Regions from separate parts of the Macaca mulatta genome. Here region 1 is linked to region 2. A link is a contact called in public Hi-C data. All regions are on one chromosome and are shown on one strand. Each heading gives the region's core, a stretch centred on a gene start, on an enhancer-like site or on the middle of the called end of the contact. The rest is flanking DNA. Distances are from core to core; before and after follow the strand shown. Region 1 holds the start of ARF1 (ADP ribosylation factor 1). Region 2 holds the start of JMJD4 (jumonji domain containing 4).

Evidence for each region. Hi-C and Micro-C count contacts between places; a contact is called where the count stands out from the background.
Region 1: a contact with region 2 is called in a Hi-C map of liver, with 2.5 times the contacts expected there. The contact joins the promoter of ARF1 here to the promoter of JMJD4 in region 2. A contact is called at or near these places in 2 of 14 Hi-C or Micro-C datasets (CD4 T cells and liver).

Annotation. Positions count from the first base shown.
Region 1 is chr1:85,833,245-85,840,821 of T2T-MMU8v2.0, reverse strand. ARF1 (ADP ribosylation factor 1) reads right to left here and starts at 4,762. Exons shown (of 5, transcript NM_001193287.1): 1 at 4,722-4,762.
Region 2 is chr1:85,507,841-85,514,956 of T2T-MMU8v2.0, reverse strand. JMJD4 (jumonji domain containing 4) reads left to right here and starts at 2,622. Exons shown (of 6, transcript XM_077939134.1): 1 at 2,622-2,940; 2 at 3,138-3,303; 3 at 3,930-4,055; 4 at 4,274-4,541; 5 at 4,923-5,104; 6 at 5,375-6,824. The coding sequence starts at 2,679. The coding sequence ends at 5,384. The region is part of intron 1 of SNAP47 (synaptosome associated protein 47); the gene reads right to left.

The DNA of each region.
Region 1 (7,577 bases), core at 3,513-6,012, 320 kb before region 2:
TGAAGATGCTGAAGGCAAAAAAGTGTGGCAGCTCAGTGATGTCAGACACCACAAGAGGGATGCATGTTCAAAATCTGTTTTCTAAACCTGCCCCCAGGTCCTCAGCTGGTGAGTAGGTATACATTTTTTTTTTTTTTTTTTTTTTAAGAGCTAAGATTCTTGCTCTGTTACTCAAGCTGGAGTGCAGTGATATGATCACAGCTCACTGCAACCTTGACCTCCTAGGCTCAAGTGATCCACTCTCCTGCCTCAGCCTCCCAAGTAGATTGCACTACACAGGTGTGAGCCACAGTGCCTGGTTAATACAAATATTTTAAGGAATATGTCACCACCAAAACTGCCAGATGTATTCATAGTATTTTAAATATAAATCAATAAATTTGATTAGTGAGTGAGCAACTGCATTCCCATCTACAGAAGGTACGAAGCACAGGCACATCTAACCGCCTGCATTCCCAATCCTCAGGATAAGTCTAGATGATATCTAGCAATAGTCCTCTTGACCATTTATACCTAAATCAAACCTATAAAATACTTAAAAGTTTCCCGTATAGTGTATATGGTACTGCAAAAATAACTTGCTGTGTGACACAAATGGAAAGATGTCTCATATCTAGCCATGCTACCACTGGAAGTCCTTTGGAAATGAATCTTTCTAGCTTGCTGGCATCCCTTCAGGGAGTAAAAACTATTTTAATACATTCTGCCTAGAAGATTTTCAAAACACACTATTTTGAGGACACAGGAAAACCCAAACTCAGTTTCTCACACACTCTTATAACACAGGTCGCTTCTCACACCACATGAGCAGGGGTTTCTCCACACATGCCAAGTAAGCAACCAGTTCTGCGTTCTGCAGCAGACACCGGATAGGTGTCCTTTAATTCAGTTCAATCCTGACACTGTCCACCTGGAGGCAATCACAAGCTCCAGGTTATTTTACCTGTGCTTCTGGACAACCATCTATAAATCAGGGTTCCCATAACTCCTTCCCCTTGGGTTCAATTAATTTGCTAGAGTGGCTCACAGAACTCAGAAAAACACTAAAGTTTACTGGTTTTTCATAAAGGATATTACAAAGGATACAGATGGAGAGATGCATAGGGTGGGGTATGAGGGAAGAGACACGGAGCTACCTTGCCCTCCTGGGCGTGCCACCCTCCAGGAACCTCCATGAATTCAGCTTTCTGGAAGCTCTCTGAAAGCCCAGGCAGGCCTTTTGGGTATTTCCCATCAACAAGGAATTTCATGCTATTTCAGAATTGTACTTAAGTGTGGTTCAGTCTGAACATTCCTTTGTACAAATGTGGAAACACGGGGCTGTAGATGCTGTTAACTACTGAAGGCAAAAGTGTGGCTTCATGATATTAGTGTGATTGATTAAATTATTGGCTACTGGTGACCAGCTCAATCTTCAGTCCCTCTCCACTCTGGGGAAATTGGAGGGTGGGGCTGAAACCCTCTAATCCTACCTTGGCCCCGTGACTAGCCCTACCCTGAAGTTTCGTAGGGGCTGCCCGTCACTGGTCAACTCATTAGGGTACAAAAAGACATCATCACTTTGGAGATTCCAAGTATTTTAGTAGTTGTATGGCAGGAAATGGGAGGCAGGCCAGATATGTATTTTGCAATCCACAACTACAGACTTCTAACTTCCTGAAATGTTCATGGACTGAATCAAGTCTCCCGTTCACTTCATGCTGTACACTAACAGTGAGCCCTGGGCCTCCGGGGTGTGGGAGAACGTCTGCCTTCTAAACAGAATCATTCTCAATTGCTGTGCCTGTGAAAATCTGCCTTTTATGCTTTCCCTGTCTCTTCTCTTGATGTCATTTAGGCTTTTCCTGTTATCAGGGCCTGTAAGAAGCACCACCTTTCCCAGTCTGTTGGCTGACAACCGGCTGCAAGCCCTTGTTACCACTGTGTGAGAACCAGGAAACCAGGATTAGTCAAGGACATTATGGCTAATCAGCCAGCCTTACTGTCTTCTCATCCCTGTAGATGGTTGAGTGACAGGACCCTGGGGGAGGACCTGAGAGCCTCTTGGGAACAAAAAACATCCAGGACATGTCTGTCAAGTTGCTAACAAGGTCATCTGACCCACCTGAGAATGTGAAACTACCTTCCAAGACGGTGCTGGGCACCTGCACAGCTGTAAGGTGATAAGTGCAACTATGCCTTAAAGAGTTTATAACAACCACAGGAAAATACGAACCTGAGGATGAAGGCAAATCCTGGAATCCCAACATGAAGGGGCTAAACCTTTTCCAAAAGACCACTTCAGATGCTACAGGCAGGATACCCCTACCAACCAACCACACCAATGAGGAGCAGGCACAACACAGAAAACACAAGTTCTCATAATTTAAGATCCCCACTGCAAGGCCTTTTCCTGTTTCTCTCCCAATTACCTCTGACAGTGCACTCTACTTCCTTTCACCCTCTTGAGTTTACCGAGGTGAAAGGTCAGGGGGAGAGGACAGAATGCCTATGAGAGACAGTATGGGCCTGCCAGCCCAGGCTGGCTGCAGCCTCTTGCTCAAGAGAATGGTCACAGCTCAGGAAGAAGTGTGTACAAAAGCTTGGTGAGCATGGCCTGTGAGTAAGAGCTGGTTTAAATACACCAATGAGACATTTAATTTGAAGAATCTAGAAAAAACTGCTTCAACTCTCTGAAACCACAGTCATATACTTTGCGTGTGAACTTGCACAACAGGTTTTTTTCTCTTAGTTAGGTCTACTTCTATGATCACTGCAGCAGCTGACAGTCCATATTAAATTTTACTGAAGTGAAAAATGAAAGGCCAAATGCATCTTCGAAGCTATAGTTTCAAGCCTGTCCAGTCTGTAGGGGCAGATGAGCAGGTGAAGATGTCTGAATGTCCTCTCCATATTGTGCAAGAGGTACAGCGCATAGCTAGACTACATGATGTACAAAATCAGAACTGTGAGGGGCACAGAACCAGTTTTTGCTTTTCACTCACAGTCATTCTGTGACTCAGCTGTTGTCCAAACCAACTGTTTCAAATCTTTTTCAACTAGCAAATCTGAAAAACTGCCTGACAGGCAACAGCATATTCCTACTGCTGCAATGATTTGGATTTATTTTCAACAAGATACACCTAAAGACAAGTGACAGATATTCTCCGGTCTACCAACATGTGAAAACGTGGACAACACACCTCTAACAATGTGGCCAATCAGATGTGTATACTAACATTTATACTACTCAATTCTTCTCAATTTTGGACCCAGCTAATAGTACGGCATTTCAGGACCTTATGGTTCTGGCTACCTTGGTAGTGCTGGTGAAAATTCAAATTAAATGAGGACATCATCCATGCAGTCACACGTGTTAGACAATGGCTAACGCAAAAGCAGAGGGCCACAGGGGCCGCACACAACCGCACCTCGGCATCTCACACTCCTCCCAACACACTGCGGAAAACGCCAGAACCACCAGCCTTGCAACAACCGGCGGCAGAGAAAACTGCTGACCACTAGTTCTGAAACAAGAAATACAACTGCCCACTCCAATAGGGGCAGTGGCACCAACTCTACAGCTCTAAACTAGGCGGCGACTTCGGGGACCATCCAAAGACTCCGACCTCCCTTCTTTTTCTGCCCGCGATTCCGAGCGCATTTCTGCTCAATTCCTGCAAAGCAGCAACTGGCTGCCTGGACGGAAAGGGAGTCCGCCAGGAAGTGCCGTCGGAATGGTTATCTAACACTCTAGGTGCGCACGGCTGTACAGACCCAATCTCACAAGCCGTAACCACCCAGGCTGTGCCCCGAGAGAGCGCTGGGGCCGGCCTCTGCGGCCTAGAGTCTACGAGCAGGTCGTTCCGCAGGCAAGTTAAAGATTCACCAGCTCAAAAGAGGCCTTCTTATCTACTGCCGACAACGTCAAGGAAACCACCCTGGAGTTAAAGCGAACATCGACCGGCCCTCTGGAAGCCACCGGAGACTTCATACTGACCCCAAATCGCGTCTCACTGTTGTGAAGGGAGGCACTCTGGGCTTCCCCGGAGGTCCACGCATTCCGTTCAGCAGACAGGGAAAGGCGCAGGGTCCCTGTCCACTGCCCGCCCGCTCGCTCTCACCGCCCCTGACCCAGTGCCTTCCTCAGAAGAAACACGAACTGGATGGAGTCGGGAGGCGAAGGTGCAAGCCCCCACCACCTACGTGACCTTGACGGTGTCTTGGGGCCGCCTGAGCCTCAGTTTCCCGGTCCCCGAGGCAGCGGTCCGCCCGGATGCCGCTCGCTAGCCTGTACTCGGGTGGAGGAGGCCCCACAACCCCCACCGGCCCCCGAGACCGCTAACCCCAACCCTCCACGCGCGGGCGGCCTCGGGAAACGTGAGGGGCAGAGGTGAGGGAAGCAGGAAGCCCAGGTTTCCTGGAGAAGAGCCTGGCGTCCCGGCTGACTTCCGGGCGACGGGCGGGGGCAGGGACTGGCAGAGGAGGACAAGGGGCCGCGGGCGACTCCGGGAACCTGTGAGGGGCGCGAGGAGCTCACCGACCCGCCCGCCCTCCCAGCCCCGACTCCCCAGCCTCAGCCCGGCCCGTCCTCGTCCGCCCCCGGCCCGGCCCTGTCGCCGCCGCCGCCGCCGGGATCGAGGTGCCCTTCGCGAACCTCAAGTCGCCCCGAGGCCAGTCCCCAGACCCCGCCGGCTCCAACTTGTGTGCGGCCCACACCGACCCGCGCCCCTCGCCCTCACCTCAGAAGCTGCTGCTTCGAGCCAGGCGTTGGTTTCGCTCCCACAAGATGGCGGCTCTGACGGCGGCCACGTCAGCGCCTGCGGGCGCGGGGAACGTCGGGTAAGAGGCGGAGACGCCGGGAGCTCCGCCCCCCGTGCGCCCGCGACGCAGGCGCGCTGGCTCCAGAAGGGCTGCAGGGGGCGGGGCCGGGGACACCCAGCCCCGGGCCGAGGTCCTAGCTCGCGCGCGCCTTAGGGGTGCGCACCCGTCTGCGCCTGCGCCTGTGAGTCTTCCGAAAAGACACCTTGTGGCTGCCACACGCCCGTTTGGCAGATTCGGAGACTGAGGCCCGGGGGGCTGCTGCAGCAACTGGAGCGGCGGGGCCGGGTTGCCACCCTCCTCCTCCCCGACCCGGCAGTCACCGCGAGCCCTCGGGGACCGCGTGAGGACTGGGGTGCGAGGCGCCCCTTCGCTGGGATTGGGGTCCCTGGCTCCCAGGCTGCGCGGGTCCGTGTGCCCCGGCCCTGTGGAAACCTGTGGCACTCGCGGGGCCTCGGCGGAAGGTCCGAAGGAGGGAGGCCTGCTATGTCCCCGCACTGGCCTCGGCGCCCCGGCGGCCGCAGTGACTCGCGCGGGCTCATGCCTGGGCTCATGCCGGGGAGTTGGCTACAGATGAAGCAAAGGAGGAGGTGGCCTGGGGACCCCGGGGGGAGGCCGGGGCTGTGGGGGTGGTGCCCAGAAGGGAGGTCACAGCGGTCTCTAATGAGCTGGCCTTTCAGCTGAGATCCAGTTGAGGCGGAGGAGACCCCGCTCCCAGGAAGCCCTCCTGGATTGGTCAGAAGGGAACAGAGGCCTGGCTCTGCCCACCACCCTCAGGTCTTCTTGCCTCTTCCCTTGTGCAGCTGTGAGGGATTGGGCTTGTGGGAGAGCGTCCGTGCAGCACAGTTCTCTGGGTATTCTGGAGGTCGGGAATCAACCTGATTTGTCCAGGGGGAGGCCCGGGGGCAGGGCCTGAGGGGTGGGGTCACTGGGCCTGGCCCAGGCCTCCTGCGCCCCTTTGCTGCCGCCATCACCTACCTTGCTTGCCCCTTGGGCAGGGCATCCTCACTGCCACTGCAGGCTGCGATAGTCGGAGTTCTCCCCCAGGGCTGCACCTGCGGGGGCTTCGAAGGACCCCAGAAGTGGTGACCCTCCTGCCCCCAAATTCAGTCCCTTTTTCTGCCTGGGGCTCCCCTCTGAAATCTCACCTCTGTGAAGCTGCGGCAGGTTGTCTGTTTAGGGGAAGGATGTCTCCCTCCCACCCTACAGGCATCTCAGATACTCTTGGAAAGCCCCAGGGAGGGGTGTGGATGCCTGTGGAGCCTTCTGATTGTGCTGCCTCTCCCGCTCAGCCAGAACTGGACCATGCTCGGACATTTCATGGGGGATACATGTGGTTATGGCCACTTTAGGGCTGAAGGGACCTGGCTTTGGTTCTCTGATGGCAGAGCATGGCCAGGGGTGGCTCCAGTGTCACTGAGTGGGGATTGTGTGGGAACCAGAGCCTGCTTCCCCTTCCTTTAAAATACTCTATTTTTTTTTTTCTTTTTTTGAGATGGAATCTTGCTCTGTCGCCCATACTGGAGTGCAGTGACACAATCTTGGCTCACTGCAATCTCCGCCTCCTGGGTTCAAGCAATTCTGCTGCCTCAGCCTCCCAAGTAGCTGGGATTGCAGGCGCCTGCCCCTACGCCCAACTAATTTTTGTATTTTTAGTGGAGACAGGGTTTCACCATGTTGGCCATGGCTGGTCTCGAACTCCTGATCTCAGGTGATCCACCCGCCTTGGCCTCCCAAAGTGCTGGGATTACAGGTGTGAGCCCCCGTGCCTGGCCCCTTTAAAATATTTTATTTTAAATGTGAAAAAATGCAGACAGGAAAGAGTGTATGTCAGATACATGCACAGTTTAAAAAGTAATAAAATGGATTTCTGTATACACAGCCCTAGGGTTAAGAAATGTACCTTCCCCAGCCTGGGCAACATGATGAGACCCCATCTCTACAAAAATTTTACAAAGATAGCCAGGTATGGTGACACACACCTGTAGTTCCAGCTACTTGGGAGGCTGAGGTGGGAGGATCGCTTGGGCCCAGAAGTTCAAGGTTACAGTGACCTAGGACTCTGCCACTGCACTCCAGCCTGGGTGGCAGAGTGAGACCCTGTCTGCAAATAATAATAATTTTTTAAAAAGTCCCTTTCCGCTGATTCTGTGCTCCTGGTTTGGCCTCCCCACCACCACCAGGACAAAAGTGATGTCTTCAAGCCAGACAGGCGCAGGGGAGCCCAGGTAGTCACACCCAGATTTCTGCCCCTGGAAGGAGACCCACTAGGGAGCTAAGAAGTGTCAGGCAGTGATTTCCTGGGGAAATTGAGGCCCTGGTGCTCTCCCAACACTGCCTAGGGAGTAGGGATCCCTTTCTCTCTACTCTGAGGTCCCTGGGATCAGATGAGGTTTAGCCAAGAGGGGTGGGATGAGCTGGCTAGAGGGAGGGCATTGGGGGCCAGGCTGGACAGGGACCCTCCAGCCTTTGTGGCTGCCTCCGCTGTCAGTCTCAAAGATGCCAGCTCAGGTGGGGCTGGGCTTCTCTCTTCTGGGGGTGGCTGCACCTGAGAACCAGGTCAGAGACACGGATGCCAAACAACGGAACGGGCTGGCCTCCTAGGGAATGCGGCTAGAGGGACAGATGAGCTGTCTGGAGCAAAGAAGCGGGAATACCCATGTTGGAGACCTAGTAGGCAGCCATTGTGGCTAGGTGAAGGGGACCCCAGCCCACCTCAGGCCTGGCAGGCACTTTGGTCAACCTCTGAGTGCAGGACTATGAAGTGTGCGGCATTT
Region 2 (7,116 bases), core at 1,373-3,872:
TAGTGTAAAAAAAAAAAAAAAAACCAATAAACGATTGCATACCGTGACCACACAAGTCACAATGGGGCTGACCAGGAAGGGACCATAGCACACACTGAATCACACAATCCCCAAAACAACTCTCCACCTCCTGTCCCTGCCCCCATAACCCACCTTTACCTGGACTCAGACTCCCAAAACTCACTTTCCTCCTAGTCCTCCCTCCAACTCCTCAGACCTTGGTCCTCCCTCTTCTGCTCCTCCCTGTTCTCCTGGGTAAACCTCACACCCCTTGGAAAGAGTCTTCCAGCAAGGCTGAGCCCCAGCACTCCTAGAACCTCCCGTATCCCCACTCATAAGGGTAAATAAAACATTTCCATTGCTTCATAAAGGGAAGGCAGGTGCCCCTCTCTCCCTTAGCATGCCTGTTTGGTCTGGAATGAGACAGCCCAGTGTCCACATTTTACAAGACACAGTCACGGTCTGATGGCCCCTAGACTGTCATCAGACCTCCAAACCTAACTCAAAGGCCTCTCACTGTGTGCAAACCAGCACAAGCTGCCTCTCCTTTCTCTGCGAGAGATGAGCGGTTCTAACTGCTCCTCCTTCCGTCTCCCTGTCAAGATGCCTGGGAAATGCTGCCCAGACTCTGCACTCTCTCACAGAGCGCCTATGCGCACACAGCCTGCCAGGCTTCATGGGCAATAAATCTGCTATCTTCCCCTCTGCATCCATGTGGGTAGGTCTGAGCTGATTTCTCCAGCACACCAAGACATACATCACACAGGGTCCCCCTTGGCCCCCACTTCTGTGTCCTGGCTGAAAATCACAGAGTACCCTGACCCCTCTGTGCCCCAACCACAGGTTTTCCCCACCAGGCTTCAACCCAATCCAGGGCCTTGAACATTTCCAGGCATGGAAGAAAGGATCTAGGTTTACTACAAAGAAAATGACCTTGGCCCTGAGCCAAATTCCTGAAACCTTCCTATAAACTGCATAACCCATCCCTCTTCCAAGAGACATACCTAGGCAGGACATCCCTTTTCCCTTACTGCCCATCTCGAGGACTGCTGCAGCCCACTCTATATGAAAGTTCCCCTAACAAAAGTTCTAGGCAGGGCCTGGCGCAGTGGCTCACACCTGTAATCTCAGCACTCAGGGAGGCCAAGGCAGGAGGATCGCTTGAGCCCAAGAGTTCGACACTGGCTTGGGCAACACAGAGACCCTGTCTCTACAAAAAAAAAAAAAAAAACAAACCCAGAAAACTAAGCTGGGCATAGTGGCTCATGCCTGTAGTCCCAGCTACTTGGGAGGCTGAAGCAGGAGAATTAGTCAAGCCCAGGAGGTGGAGGCTGCAGTAAGCTGTGATTGCGCCACTGCACACCCTGTCTCCCCCCTATCCCCCACCAAAAAAACCGCCCTGGGCTCACCATGCATTTAGCACTTCTTTCTTTGGTATCCCAACTGGTCCCACCTGAGGACAGTGTGGGAAACTCCCTTGCCACCACTTTTGGGGTAACTCCAGTTGTAAGCTTGGCAAAACACTACTCATGTCACTACTCCAACGTCCTCCCATTTCAGCCCCGCTCATGTGTACACAGCCCCAAATGCCTACCCACACTCCCACCACACCTTCATTTCACACCCTCCCTCATTCCCCACCATCTTCTCCAGACACCCGTCATCCCCTGGGGCCCCTTGCCATGCCCTCCAGGTCCTCTGTGGGCCCCATTCTCCCATCTAGGTTACCCTGCCCCCTCCAGCCCCCCCCCCCACCATTTTCCTCCAGGTCCCCACCATCCTCTCTAGATCCCACTGTCCCCTCCAGGTGCCACTGATCCCTCCAGGTCCCCACTGTCTCCATCCCCTCCAAGTGCTACCATCCCCTCCAGATCCCCACTGTCCCCTCCAGGTCCCCAATGTCCCCATCTCCTTCAAGTGCCACCGTCCTCTCCAGGTCCCCACCGTCCTCACCAGGTCCCCACTTGTCCCCATCCCCTCCAGATCCCACCATCCCCTCCAGGTCCCCACTCTCCCCATCCCCTCCAGATCCCACCATCCCCTCCAGGTCCCCACTCTTCCCATCCCCTCCAGGTCCCAACTCTTTCCATCCACTACAGGTCCCACCGTCCCCTCCAGATCCCCACTGTCTCCATCCCCTCCAAGTGCCACCGTCCTCTCCAGGTCCCCACCGTCCCCTCCAGGACCCTACCATGTCCGCCAGATCCCACCATTCCAGGGCCCCCCAGCTCTCCCTCTGGGTCCCACCATCCATGGGCGCCCCCGCACCACCGCACTCCCACCCCTAGAACCGCCTCTGTCTCCGCCCCTCTTCCAGCGCAGCCCGCATACTCCCCACCCCCCGGGGATGTGGGAAGGAGGACTCGGGGTGTCAGCCACAGCGCGCGGACTGAGCCGAGGGAGTACGCTACGGCTTGGGCCGGGCCCCAAACAGACCACCGTTGTCGCTCACCTGGGAAAAGCCAGACGTGACCCACAGGCGTTCGCGGCGCCTCTACCCCTCGGCGCCTGCGCAGTGAAGACAGCGGCGAGCCGCGCGCATGCGTGTAGGGCCGAAGCCCCAGGGGCTGGTCGGGCGGAAACGCGGCGCTCTCTGTCTTCTGGTTTCGAGGCTGGTCCTTACCGTTTCCGCTCCGGCGGAAGTGAGGAGGAGGGTCCTTCGACCCGTGCGGAGCTGGATGGACCGCGAGACGCTCGCCCTTGCTGACCGCCACTTCCGAGGCCTGGGGGGTGGTGTCCCCGGCGTCGGCCAGGCTCCAGGCCGGGTAGCCTTCGTCTCGGAGCCGGGCGCCTTCTCCTACGCCGACTTTGTGCGGGGCTTCCTCCTGCCCAACCTGCCCTGCGTGTTCTCCAGCGCCTTCACGCAGGGCTGGGGCAGCCGGCGGCGCTGGGTGACGCCCGCGGGGAGGCCCGACTTCGACCACCTGCTACGGACCTACGGTGGGGCGGCGGGCACAGACCCCGGGCGGGGAGGACAGGCCGGCGGGACCCAGGCCCAGGAGGCCTTTGCCTAGAGAGGGCACCAGGGAGGGTGAGGGGGGCCAGGCGCGTGGCCCTGGAGAGTTCCTCTGCAGACGGTTTGGAGTGAGGACGGGGCCCAGGGAGATGGCATGGACCGTCCCTGACTTTCATTTCAGGAGACGTGGTTGTACCAGTTGCAAACTGTGGGGTCCAAGAATACAACTCGAACCCCAAAGAGCACATGCCTCTCAGAGACTACATCACCTACTGGAAAGAGTACATCGAGGGGGGCTACTCCTCTCCCAGGGGCTGTCTCTACCTCAAAGACTGGCACCTGTGCAGGTAATGGGGTTTGGGACGCACCGAGGCGCTGCCTTCCCTAGCGCTGCGGGAACCCAGAGGCCTTTCTGATGAAGGTGGCCCCCGGCTGCACAAAGAGGAACTATTTTTCCCCATGAGGCACTTTAATCTGTTTAAAAGAAACTGGATTGTCTTCCGCATGGCTGCAAGTGTTCTTCTTTGGGAGATCAGTATGTTTTATTTATTTTATTTTATTTTTTTTTTTGAGATAGATCCCCTCAGCCTCCCTAGTAGCCGGGATTACAGGCATGCACCTCCACGCCCGGCTATTTTTTTTTTTTTTTTTTTTTTTAAGAGACTACGTTTCGCCATATTGCCCAGGCTGTTCTTGAACTCCTGAGCTCAAGTGATGCATCCACCTCAGCATCTCAAAGCACTGGGATTATAGGCATGATCAGTACTTTTTCATAAGCAGAACCATTGTGGTCAGACTGCCCCCACCCCACTCCCCCACCAGCAGCTGGCTCAGAGTAGGTGCTGGGGCTCTTTGGGGGCTGCAGCCATCTGAAAGCTCCACTGAAGCCAAGTGATCTCAGTTGCCCCACTCGTGCTGCCCTAGTCCTCGTGCCTCACGTGCTGTCGATGGTGCCCTTGCGCCCTCCTCACAGGGACTTCCCGGTGGAGGACGTTTTCACCCTGCCTGTGTACTTCTCATCCGACTGGCTGAATGAGTTCTGGGACGCACTGGATGTGGATGACTACCGCTTTGTCTACGCAGGGCCTGCAGGCAGCTGGTGAGGCCACAGATGTGGAACCCAAAGGGACCCGGTGACGGAGCAGACCGGGAGGCTCAGGGTGGCAGGAGGGGTCTGCTTGGCACAGGCTTCACAGTGGGTGCCATTCCTTGAGACCAAGGGGCCACCCCTCCTTCAGTTGGACCAGGCCTCTGGGGTGCCAAACAAAGCCCATACCAGCCCCTACGGGCACGAACCAGGCGCTCTTGCTGCTGCAGGTCCCCATTCCATGCTGACATCTTCCGCTCCTTCAGCTGGTCTGTCAATGTCTGTGGGAGGAAGAAGTGGCTCCTCTTCCCCCCAGGGCAGGAAGAGGCCCTGCGGGACCGCCATGGCAACCTGCCCTATGACGTGACCTCCCCAGCACTCTGCGATACGCACCTGCACCCGCGGAGCCAGCTTGCGGGCCCACCCTTGGAGATCACGCAGGAGGCGGGCGAGATGGTGTTTGTGCCCAGTGGCTGGCACCACCAGGTGCACAACCTGGTAATGTGCTGCTCTCCTGCCCTCTATCAGGGGCTTTCCTGCAGGAAGACGGCAGCACCACCTACCCACTCTCCCAGCCAGAGTGGGGCTGGAATGGGGTGGCTCATGGGTGAGGCTGACCCTTTCACAAGGTGGTGTCACTGAGGCCTAACCTCTGTTTCACCCCCTCCTGGTCCCTGGGTCTACTTGCTCTGGGTTCACTGGCTGAGGTGGTCCGAGCCCACCACCCACTTCCCTGCTGAGCAAGCCCTGCTGGGAGACAGGAAGGCCTTCTTGGCTGCAGAGGGCTGGACCCCACAGTGGGTTCCTGGTGCAGGAGATGTGGGCTAGTTGGGGGCACCTGCCATGGGCTCAGGCCTGCCTGTACTGTGTCCCTTCCAGGACGACACCATCTCCATCAACCACAACTGGGTCAATGGCTTCAACCTGGCTAACATGTGGCGCTTCCTGCAGCAGGAGCTATGTGCCGTGCAGGAAGAGGTCAGCGAGTGGAGGGACTCCATGCCTGACTGGCACCACCACTGCCAGGTGGAGCAGCTGCGTGTGGAGGCTATCAGTGCCAGGTCCCTGGGAGGCCTTCAGGCTCAGGGCGGGTGTGGCTGTCAGGCCGAGCTGTGGGTAGGTGCCGGCTGTGACTGTGGGACAGCCTGGGCTGAGCCCTGGGGGAGGCTTTCAGGCTGCATGGCTCAGATTCCTTTGGTCACTGCCCGGCTTCTCAGCGCCTCTGTCTTATTGGTCCCCTCTTCGTCCTTGGGGACTGGGCGCATGTTGGATCCTTTGCAACTTGGACTGTGTCCATGGTGTCATCTCACTGGCCTCTTCCCTCTGCCCAGGTCATCATGAGGTCCTGCTCGGGCATCAACTTTGAAGAGTTTTACCACTTCCTCAAGGTCATCGCTGAGAAGAGGCTCCTGGTCCTGAGGGAGGCGGCCGCTGAGGACGGTGCTGGGTTGGGCTTCGAACAGGCAGCCTTTGATGCTGGGCGCATCACAGAGGTGCTGGCCTCCTTGGTTGCACACCCCAGCTTCCAGAGAGTGGACACCAGCGCGTTCTCACTGCGTCCCAAAGAGCTGCTGCAGCAGCTGAGGGAGGCTGTTGATGCCGCTGTGGCCCCATAGCACCTGTCTTGAGGACAGAAGGACGGGTGGATGAGAGGCAGCCTCCTGCTCCAGGGCCCTTCCAGAAATAAAGACTGCCCTCCCTGTGACCTGGGGCCCATCCCTGTCGAGGCTCGTGGCCTGCCTGTCCATGGCCACTGCCTGGGTGCCTGTTTTCAGGTGAGGCCCAATGAGGTCAGGGACCCAAGAAGGGATGTGGCCCTTCTGACCTGCAGCAGGCCTGCTGGGAGCTTGGAGATGGCGCCATGACCTGGCTCTTTTGGGGGCCCTGCCTCCTTAGGCCAGGATGCCTGAGCTGACAGGAGTCTGTGTCTGATGTGCCTTCTCTGGAGGCTCCTCTCAGCCCGGTCCTCTCGTCTCAGGCCATTGGGCCACCCCTGGCTCTGCCCTGTGGGCTCAGGAAGAGGTTGGAGCAGCGCTGGGCAAGCTCACCAGGGCCTCCAGGCAGGACTGGGTTGGCCTCCATCACCTCCAGGTGATGGGCTGTGGAGCCAGTGGCCAGGGCCTTCCTCTGGGTACCCAGAGGGGAGGGCTGGGCTGGGCTGGCCTCTGCCACCTCCCTGCCTTTGGAGTAGCCTTCGAAGGGCCTGTGGGTACCTGGAGAGGCCACGGGTGTGGGGGTGGAATCCCATCTGCTGCTGAATCCTCATTTGGGCCTGAGGGGCTGTGCCTGCTGTGCACTCACAGCTGGGTCTTCGCAAGGATGCTGTTCTCAGGAGTGGTGGGTCTCTGGCCCCTCTTCACACTGGGCATGATGGAGGTGTGGGCAGACTCGTCCAGGCCAATCAAGGCACAGCGGTGAGCAGTGGAGGCCTGTCGTGGGGAATGGACTCTCGTGGGATCCTTCTGCAGAGGATGCCCCAGGCCTGAACTCCCTAGTGGATCCACAGTTTGTGGAGACTGGCACTCTGCCAGCCCTGTCCTTGACCCAGAGTGCAGCACTTTTTCAGTTGGCCCCTGGTTGGCTGCCCCACCCCAGGAGGGGAGGAGTCATCTGAATCCGCAGGGATGGCATGTGCCATGACTGTGTGCATTGCCTGCCCATGGCATCCACTGGGGCTGCTGGCACTTGTATAGGATGGAAGCCCCTAAGAAGGGCCGGGGTTTCTGTCTGCTCTGTTCAATGAATCATGTGAAGTGCCTGCAAAAGCAGCTTTACACAGTAGGTGCTTCGTATGTGTCTGTCCAGTGAATGAGCTCCAGCCACCAATTTTCCAGGGACCTGTATGCTGGGCCCCCCTGCTAGCTCCCAGGGACCCCTGGTCTGCACGGAAATGCCCTGAGACATCATCCGGCCTCCTACAGATTGAGCTGGCACTGCCCAAACCACAGGTGGCAAAGGTGCTTTGTGGGGGAGGAGGGGGAGGTAGCAAATATGCGTGACTGCAGACTTGCCAGGACCAGGCCCAGGCTGAGTGTGGGCGTAGCACACCCTTTTAGCCCTTCCAGTAACCTCT